2 separate regions of the Danio rerio genome follow, and region 2 is linked to region 1. The links are chromatin contacts, called in public Micro-C maps. All regions are on one chromosome and are shown on one strand. Each heading gives the region's core, a stretch centred on a gene start, on an enhancer-like site or on the middle of the called end of the contact. The rest is flanking DNA. Distances are from core to core; before and after follow the strand shown.

Region 1 (5,274 bases), core at 1,717-4,216:
AAAAAGGTTCAAAACCCAAGCAATATGAATGCGGTGTTATTAGTGAATTTATTATTTTTTTTCTGGTTACCATTTTGTTACTGAATCCTAAAGCAAAGTCATTTGAGCATAAAAAAAATTTAACTGCATCAGTCTATGTGGCTCATACGCCACTGACCGCAGATCAGTCAAGTGACGAGACAGAGATTCAGACACAGCAGGTTTTGCATCTATTCAAAGCAGTCAGACCTCTCTTTTACATGCTGATTAATGCAAAAGGAGGAAAGCAGAAGTCAGAAAACTCTCAGTAAACTCAAGGCCTCCCTAAAAATACTTAAATTTCACTCATGCATTTTAATGAATAATGCATTTAATAATTAACTTGACATATTAATGTAAAAATCAAATAAGACACTTACTCTGACCTGCATTTGTGTTATTTGTTAAATTATATTTATTATTATTATTATTAATAATATTATTAATTTAATTAATTAATTTACTTATTGCTTACAATTAAATTATTTCTATTGGTTTAAAGGAGCATTCTAAAAAATGTTGGGTTGTTTTACCCATGTTGGGTTAACCCAACAGTTGTGTTCATTTGTCAAATTAAATTTAAATTACACTTTTGCCCGTTTACACAAATTTCTAATCAGCCAGTCATATGGCACCAGCTTAATGCATTTAGGCATGTAGACCTGGTTCAGATGATCTGCTGCAGTTCAAACCGAGCATCAGAATGGGGAAGAAAGATGATTTAAGTGACTTTTAACATGGCATGGTTGTTGGTGCCAGATTGGCTGGTCTGAGTATTTCAGAAACTGCTGATCTACTGGGATTTTCACGCACAAAGGGTTTACAGAGAATGGCCAGACTGGTTCTAGCTGATATAAAAGGCAACAGTAACTCAAATAACCACTCGTTACAACCGAGGTCTGCAGAAGAGCATCTCTGAACACACAACACGTCCAACCTTGAAGCGGATGGCCTACAGCAGCAGAAGAACACACCGGGTAACACTCCTGTCAGCAAAGAACAGGAAACTGAGGCTACAATTCACTCAGGCTCATCAAAGACAATAGAAGATTGGATCTGCTTCGACGGCATTCGGATGCTAGGATCAGAATCTGGCGTCAACAGTTGAATCAACAATGTTCAGATATCAATGGTTCAGGCTGGTGGTGGTGTAATGGTGTGGGGGATATTTCTTGGCACACTTTGGGCCCATTAGTACCAACTGATCATCGTGTCAATGCCACAGCCTGAGTATTGTTGCTGACCATGTCCATCATTTTATGACCACAGTGGACCCATCTTCTGATGGCTACTTCCAGCAGGATAACGCAGCATGTCATAAAGTGCTAAACATCTCAGACTGGTGTTACATGACAATGAGTTCACTGTATTCAAATGGCCCCCACAGTCACCAGATCTCAATCCAATACAGCACCTTTGGGATGTGGTGGAATGGGATATTCCCATCATGGATGAGCAGCCGACAATTCTGCAGCAACTGCGTGATGCTGTCATGTCAATATAGACCAAAATCTCTGAGGAATATTTCCAGTACCTCTAAGCCATGAAGGATTAAGGCAGTTCTGAAGACAAAAGGGGCTCCAAACCAGTACTGGTAAGATGTACCTAATAAAGTGGCCAGTGAGTGTATATGCAAATCATAAACAGTTCATCTTTAGGCTTCATCAAAAAAATAAATAAAAAAAATAAATAAATGCATGTGCATCATTTTAAAATATTGCAAAAACAGAAAGAAGTTGTTTATATGTTTTCCAAATATGTACATATGTGTTCAGATAAGGTATGTTAGCTATCATAGTACACTTATCAGATCATGGTTATAGGGATACAATGACAGCAAGTATTGTTTTCTGAAACACAGATTCTCTAAAATCCACCTGCATCTGAGTATTTTGACGTTGCCAGTCTATCCATTAAAGTAGGAACTGCCGGGCACAAAATGTAATTTAATTACATCCATTACCATTAAAAATGTAAACACATTTTAGAACAAATATCTGCTCTTGAATAATGCATATAACAAGCTGTTCTGCAGTATTTAAACTGCAGTCATTAGCCTATTTAAAAGGGTTCAAACCTGCGGTCGATGCAGAGTCACACCTGTCTGGTCAATCTGCCGGAGTGTGACGCCATCTGCTGGTGATTATATGTGTGTGAAACAAGCTAATAAAATATGGTTGCAAAATATTAAAATAATTATAGTATTAAAATAATGACTACCGATAATTCTAATATATTATAATATTGACCTATAGAAAATATAATATAATAAATCAAAATATAATATAATTGAATAAATCATAATATAATATAATATAATATAATATAATATAATAAATCTAAATAATCTAAATAACCAAATGCTTTGATCTTTTATATATTAATAATATAAATTTTTCCATCAGGGTTTTTCAACTCACTATAACACTAATAAATAACAATAATATATAGGTCTAATTATAATATATTCATACATTTCCATCGGCTTAGTCCCTTTATTAATCTGGGGTTGCCACAGCAGAATAAACCATCAACTTATGCTTGTGTAAAGCATATGTTTTACACAAGCGGATGGCCTTTCCTTCCAGCCGCAACCCGATACTGGGAAACACACACACATACACACACACTCTCTCTCTCTCTCTCTTTCTACAGTCAATTTAGCTTACCCAATTCCCCTATAGCACGTCTTTAGACTGTGGGGGAAACTGGAGCACCCGGAGGAAACCCACGCCAAAAAGGGGAGAACATGCAAACTCCACACAGAAATGCAAACTGGCCCAGCCGAGGTTCGATTTTCTTGCTATACCGTGGCGCTCTATAATAATAAACTTTAACGTTTACTAATCTTATTTATGCTTCATAAACGTATTTTCTAGCAAACAACGCCCCTCTGTGGTGGGATAACTGCGTCGCTGTTACAGTCGGGCTCCTTTCGTCACTTCCTGGTTTCCAAGCGGAAGCAGTGGAGTTTGTTTGGTTACTATGATGCTTCTTATCAAAGATGGCGAAAAAGGGAGATAAATAATTTCAGAAAACCTCGTTTTGTGTCGTGTGTGTTTTCAGGTTTTCCAGGAGTGTGTATAGTATGGCGAGTGTTGAGGACGACGAGAACTGCGCGCTTGTAAGTCAACTAATGCGCTCATATTAATATGAATAACGTTACCGTTAATAGCGCAGATGGCAAATGTGGTCTGTAGAAGTACTGGACGATAAAGAGAAAACATAAAAATATAAATTAAATGGCACTTTAAACCATTTTCCCAAAGAGACATTTACAGACATTTTGACTGGATAGTAAAAATAGTAATTTAGCCAGTTAATCCTGATATGTAAAGTAATAGCCAAAAGAGGTAACGTTAACGTTAAAGTTGGTTTTATATTCGCACATTCAGTCTTTCTCATTAATAATATATTCTCAGAAAAGTATTTATTGAAAGTTCTAAATAGTAAAATCATATTATCAGTCAACAACCATCAAAGTTCAGCATTGTTTACAGTCAAATAAATAGTGCTAATGTTGTTTTAAAGTCACACTTGCATGTGATATCAGACCCTATATTCAAAGTAAGTTACTACGGTAAACAATGTATGGAGCTGACACTGAACGAATGTGTGAATATAAAACCAACTTTACCTCAATAAAACCAAATAGGTGTCCTTTTTATACATATATTATGGCATGAAGTTAGATTTATTGGACCTTTCGTGAAAATACGTGTTTATGTTTTGCATCATATTTGTATTGTCAACTCATATATGTTTTTGCGACATGTTATTAAGCTTTAACAGCTCATGTTATAAAATAGTGAAAAATGATGGAGGTAAAGTTAATTTTATATTTGCACTTTCGTTGCACATCACATTTTAGAACAATGACAACTTGTGACACAGTCCATGTATTTTTTACCATGTTATTTTGAATTTATTGTGTCTGAAATTGCATGTAATATGACTTAAAATACAACATTAGCACTATTTAATTGACTGTGAACAATGTCAGACTTTGATAGCCACCGTCTTCTAATATATGATGTCACTTTTTAGTATTGAAAAAGAATACTTTTCTAAAATTAAATTATTACAGTGAAAGCCTGAGTGCAAATATCAAACAAACTTTACCCCAATAAAAAATATTCAGTTTGTAGCAGATCATTATACTTTAATGAAGTTACCCTCCTAAAACAGATCAAATTCTGATAGCTTGTAATGTAAGTCAACATACATAAATGGCATATCACTAATTCATTATCATTCTATATATCTAGATCATTTAAATGCTTAGTTTTATGATAGAATCTGTGTAGTTTTAATTGAGGGACAAACATATAATGCAAAACAATGCAATGTAAAGATGATCCAGAGAATGGTTTATTTGGATGAATGGATACCTAATTTTTATAGGTTTTTTTTACATTTAAATTTTTGTTTGCAAATAATCTCTTCAATGCGCAATATAAAGCATGATTTATATAAAAATAAACATGTATTTTTTTACAAATAAACAAACAGTAATTTATAGAAACGAATAAACATTTATTTAAAAAAAATAAGGGTGTCCTTGATGAAAAGAACCTAATAATTTTTAATGGTACTATTAAAAGGTATTGAATCAGTTTCCACAGGAATATAATGTAAATATTCACCTCTGATAATGTTAAGCAGCATATTATAATAATGATTTCTGATTGAACATGTGACACTGAAGATTGGAATTATTTAAAAAATTCTGCTTTAAATCAAGGGAATATTTTTAATTTTAAAATACATTTAATAAGAATACAGTTCTTTAAAAATTGTAATAATACAATTTACAATTGATACAATTTTACTGTACTTTTGATCAAATAAATCCAGCCTTGGCAGCAAAATTGTCTACTTTTAAAACATTAAAATACCTTAATCAACCTTAAATTAGTGCTAGCCAAAGATGAATTGCGATTTATCGCATCCAAAATAAAAGTTTGTGTATTTGTGTGTTAGTATATGTTTTATATATCTTTATTGGGTATTTGTAGGCCCACATGGAATCAGCACGCGCAGGATTCCGCAGATTTTCCACAGAATTCCGCAGATTTCTAGCCCATAATTAATTCTGTTTATTTACTTGAGTAAATCTAAGTTCATTCAGTTTTTTACTAATTACAGTAATATTATTGACTAATATGAAAATGTTCATCTGATTTATGTACAATGCAGTTTGTAAAGTAATATTTTCAGTAGATATATTATATTAGAGACTTGCTTTGTTTACCA
Region 2 (5,274 bases), core at 1,465-3,964, 150 kb before region 1:
TTTATACAATATGGCACTTTATTTAAAATCTAAGCACTTTTCAAACCTTTTAAACACTCAAGGATTTCAAGGATTTACATCACCTTTAAGAAACCTGTTAATAGCAAGCAACATTACCTTACCTATAATCCCGCTTCCTATTATAGAGTTGATGAAATTAAATGAGGCCGAGGACACTGAACTACTTCCACCTTTCCCAGCATCATGTGAGGACAACAAACAACTCCTTTCACTTTCCATCTGAGAATAAAAAAATATAATAATACAACAATAGCATACATTCAGCATATTGGGATTTATGAAATAATATGCACACTCACCTTTTGAGCTTTGTCGCTTTTCTCTCTTTTGTCGTTTTCCATTAAAAACAGCCCTTTAGTGATGTCCTGCTGGTGCAGATGGAGGGTCTCGCATGTCCTGGCGCTATTAAAAGTGTCCGCTTGATTCCTCCAGTCCGCCCACTGAATAAAATAAACGCCCCTCGCTGCGTTTAGACATCGGCTGCTGGCTATTGGAAAAGCTGTTTCTACATGAATGACTTGATCTGTGTTTGACACACAAAGCCGGTTAAACCCTATTATAGCTGCTGGCAAATCGTTTGCTCAACAGCCTTGGCTTTCATGGAAAAACTGGAAAATGTTTTCGAGATTATGGGAAATAAACAGATACTGTAGACAGTCATATGTTACAGTACAGTGTGAACATTGAGCTGTTGTGTTGTGTGCATGTTTCTGTGGCCCTGTCGACCTATGACATCTGTATGATCTCTGAGCAAGTTTCCACACATTATCAAAAAGCTGCATCAGTACAATTTGAAGCAATTTATTAAAGAGACATTCATTCACTATTTATTTCCTTCGGCTTAGTCTTATTTCAGCAAATGTTTAAAAATAAAAAAGCTGAAGTATCACATGTACATCAGTATTCACAGCCTTCGCTGTGAAGCTCTAAATAGAGTTCAGGTACATTTTGTTTCCACTGATTATTCTTGAGATGTTTCAGCAGCTTCATTGGAGTTCACCTGTGGTCAATTCAGTTGATTGGACAGGATTTGAAAAGGCATACACCTGTCTATATAAAGTCCCAGGGTTGACAGTGCATGTCAAAGCACAAACCAAGCATGAAGTCAAAGGAATTGTCTGTAGACCTCCGAGACAGGATTGTCTGGGGAAGGTTACAGAAACATTTCTGCTGCTCTGAATCAATTTGATCAATTGTTCCAATGAGCGCAGTGGCCTCCAACATCCATAAGTGGAAGATGTTTGGAATCACCAGGACTCTTCCTAGAGCTGGCCGGCCATATAGTATATATACTGAATTACAATACGAAACAAAAATTCTGCATGGTCAATTTAATGTCTATTAAAATAAATTTTAACTATTTCTTTGAACATCATTATGTTTACCTAAATATGCATTTCATTATTTAACTAAAATTTTTTAAATACCATTTTAAGGTCAATATTATTAGCCCCTTTATGCTATTTTTTTTTTCAATAGTCTACTGAACAAACCATTGTTATAGAATAACTTGCATAATTACCCTAACCTGCCTAGCAAACCTAATTAACCAAGTTAAGCCTTTAAATGTCACACAAAGACATCTAGTCAAATAGTATGTACTGTCATCATGGTAAAGATAAAATAAATCAGTTATTAAAAATGAGTTATTAAAACTATTATATTTAGAAATGTGTTGAAAAAATCTGCTCTCCATTAATCAGAAATTAGGGGAAAAAATAAACAAGGGGCGAATATATATATATATATATATATATAATGAGGGGAAAGGCCAGTTTTGATCATATGACATGCTGTTTTGTATTTCTATTTGCAGTTAATATTTTTGCAACTTTTTAACTAGATTGAGAATTGTAATTGAACATTAACAATATGTGTGAAGTAAAAAAAGATTACAGTTATATACACTATACATTACACTATATAGTATATATACTGAATTACAATACGAAACAAAAATTCTGCATGGTCAATTTAATGTCTATTAAAATAAATTTTAACTATTTCTTTGAACATCATTATGTTTACCTAAATATGCATTTCATTATTTAACTAAAAAGTTTGAGGATCAAAATGTGAAACAAATGTCTAAAAGAGTTGAATCTTCTAACATAAGAGCCCTATTAAAAAAAAAAATAAGTAAATAAGCAAATGTTAAGTTTAATCCACCAGGTGTCGCTATCAGACTTTGCTGCTCTTTTATGACCTGTGGGACTGATGTTTTGAACTGAACACGTGCAGTCAATGGGAAAGTAAGCCAAAATTGCTCTATCAAACTATTGAGTGTTTATAAACTTAACTGTTTATTTGCATTAAATAACCCAAACGTCTAATAAAATTAGATTTTGTATGATTTTAAAGTATAACAACAACAACAAACTACCTCAAAAATCCAGCATTTGCCGTCGTGGTAACAATGGGAGAATTTAATATTGACATTTTACTCATATAAACATATGAGTGAAAATTAACCTTCAAAATATTTCCTTTCAGAAGGAAAACTTATGAAAAGGGTTATTTTCATTTTGTTTTTACCATGTTTGTCAAAATGTCCGTATACCTTATAAGTTTGACATAAATGATGGAGGGGGAACAAAAATATGTCACATACATAACAAAAAAATCGTAAAATGTCACCTTTTACAGCCTCACAGAGTCAGTCTGGCGCCAGTGTCCGTCAAGCTCTGAAAAATTTACAACTCTTACTATGACAAAGGCCGAGTTATTGACATTCATACGCAAACGTTCTATTGGATGCCCGGCAGCTAGCGTCGGCATATTCTAATTAATATTCATGAGGCAAGCCCTTTATAACAGCGCAACGCTGGCATGGCCTACTTAATATTCATGAGCTGAGCCTCAGGCATAGTAGGATTGGAGGTTTTCGCTTTTACTCTTATGAATAACCGAAAGCGCACATCTCTGATGTCAGGCACTTGCTCTTTTGATCAGTCTTGTGCAGTTTTTTTCACGCTGAAAATCCATCGGAGTTTACTTACTTGGGTGAAGTTGTCCACATTGCGTGTTTTCCTCCGCCTTGGATCACTGCATCAAGTTTGACAGCAGGACGCTGAGGATTAATTTTAATTTTGGAAGAGATTTCTACATTCTGCTAAAATATGGTGAGTAAATTAGACTATTAAGTAATGCAATTAACATTTATGATCAAGAGAGTTTCCTTCAGATTTTAATATAATGAACATATATAAAATAAACATGCCTAATGCATAAAAATATTCAAGTGTAACCAGGATTTTTTAAACTAGCTATGTTGAGTTAAAATGTGATCATGCATAGCCTTTGTTTTTAGATTCATTTCTCACTCATTTGCTATATATAACAACATTCATGTTGTTATACTGTTATATATAGCAAATGAGTACAACTTGCAGTTTTTTTTAACAGTAATTGATGTAGTAATCTGATATTACTTTTTTTGTAGTAGCTACATACACTATGTCGTTGGTGTCATAACAGAATCAGATGCACACGAATAAGTTATTTATACATCTGTACATTGATTGATTTGTTTGGTTTTCCGACATCCATTTATACATGTCAGCACTGGTCCAGACTGCGCCACAGGTTTTAGGATTTAATTCTACGTGGGATATATATTTATTTTATTTATAGTTTAAACAATGTTCAAACCCAAATTATAATAAATTACCTTTAAACCTTCCTTCACTTTGTCTTTATTTTCGCGCCGTTTGGTTTTGGTTAGACATGAACTGCCCTGGTTGACGCCCTGGAAGTCACTTTTTCCAGTGATTGATCATTGAATCTGCGGTGGAGAAGAGAATGCAACTGGGTAAAACTAACGTTAGTTATTTCAGCTGGGAAGTTTTATTTTTGTGGCACACTGCTACATTGCGTTTAAATCGACTGTCGTTATGAACTATACGCAGCTCGATTCACGGAATCGGTTCGTTCGAACAGCTTATTTCAATATGGCTCGCGTAACTTCGTCGTCACACGTGGCCACTGACATTTTATGTTTAATGTTAGGTCATTAAAGTCATATCGAAGATATTTAATGTGTAAGATTTTAGGAAATATGTTTTAAAATGGTAATCTACATTTTGTACGGCTAGTTAAAATGTGTGTTCATTGAGACAGATAAGAGTCGTTGATTTGTATAGTGTTTCAGAGAGCTACCTTCCTGCACATTTCAGTTGCAACCCTGACCAAACACACCTGTTTGTAATTATCAAGTGCTGCTTTAGGTACTGTTAATTGGTTCAGGTGTGTTTGATCAGGGTTGGTACTGAATTCTGCAGGAAGGTAGCTCTCCAGGAACGGGGTTGGTGACTTCTGGTGTAGGTTTAGGGTTGGAGTAGGTCTACACCAGGGGCCTGTTTCAGTAAGGAGGTTCAAACAACTCAGAGTTTAAATTTGAACTCTGAGTTGATTTACCGAGAGATTAAAAACTCAAGAGTTTTCGGTTTCAGAACAGCTGATCTGAGTTGGGTCAATCAACTTCGAGTAGACCAACTCAGAGTTAAGCGCGCACACCGTGACTTTAAAAAGGCATTATCAATGGAGCGTAGACATTACGAGTGACTATGGCAATATCTTATAAAAGAGATCACCATTTCTTTCTCCAGCTGAACTTGATGTTCTCATGCAAAGTTATAGCAAATATGAGTGTGTATATATTTGAAAAGAAACAACCATCAGTGAAGAAGAGACAGTTAGCGTGGGAAAACAGCTGCTCAAGTTAATGCCTAATTTCACTTTTTAAGTATTTAAATATTTAAGTATAATAAAATAAGTAATGTAATTTGTGACGTTTATATTTTTTTTCTAAACTTTTTTATACATTTATTAGTTTTAAATGATTTAACAGTGCACTTGTGTGTCTGCCTTTTTTATTGATCAAGTGATTGAGGTTAATATAACATTTAGAAGGTAAGCAGTACTAAAAATATTTTTTAGAAAGAATAATAATCCCATTAATCTAGTTACAGTGCATGTCGAAGGTGAATTTAATTTAATTATTTATTAAAAAAGGATAAGCCATTCTAGTACAGTTCTTCTGTGTGTGACTAAAATGTAGGCAATAGCTATGTTTCCATCCAAATATATTACATAAATTTATGTGCAAAACTGGCATATTGCATAAAAGATGCAAATAAAATTCCATCCAACGAGTCAAAGAGAAAAAAATCGTCACTTCCTGATTAAACTGGCACCAAATATCAACAGTAAAAACAGAATTTACTGTGGTAGAAGAAGCTGCGTCAATTAATT

The links. A called contact is a pair of places that touch in the nucleus more often than the background predicts.
Region 2: a Micro-C map of caudal fin shows a contact between it and region 1, with 17 times the contacts expected there. The contact joins the promoter of slc38a11 here to the promoter of ttc21b in region 1. A contact is called at or near these places in 4 of 18 Hi-C or Micro-C datasets (caudal fin, embryo, hematopoietic stem cells and 1 more) and 1 of 4 datasets of contacts at active chromatin or transcription factors (caudal fin).

What each region holds. Positions count from the first base shown.
Region 1 is chr9:51,782,287-51,787,560 of GRCz12tu, reverse strand. ttc21b (tetratricopeptide repeat domain 21B) reads left to right here and starts at 2,966. Exons shown (of 29, transcript NM_001128258.1): 1 at 2,966-3,142. The coding sequence starts at 3,107.
Region 2 is chr9:51,929,793-51,935,066 of GRCz12tu, reverse strand. slc38a11 (solute carrier family 38 member 11) reads right to left here and starts at 2,714. Exons shown (of 13, transcript NM_001017644.2): 1 at 2,659-2,714; 2 at 321-461; 3 at 123-240. The coding sequence starts at 362. It also overlaps a transcript of scn1laa not described here.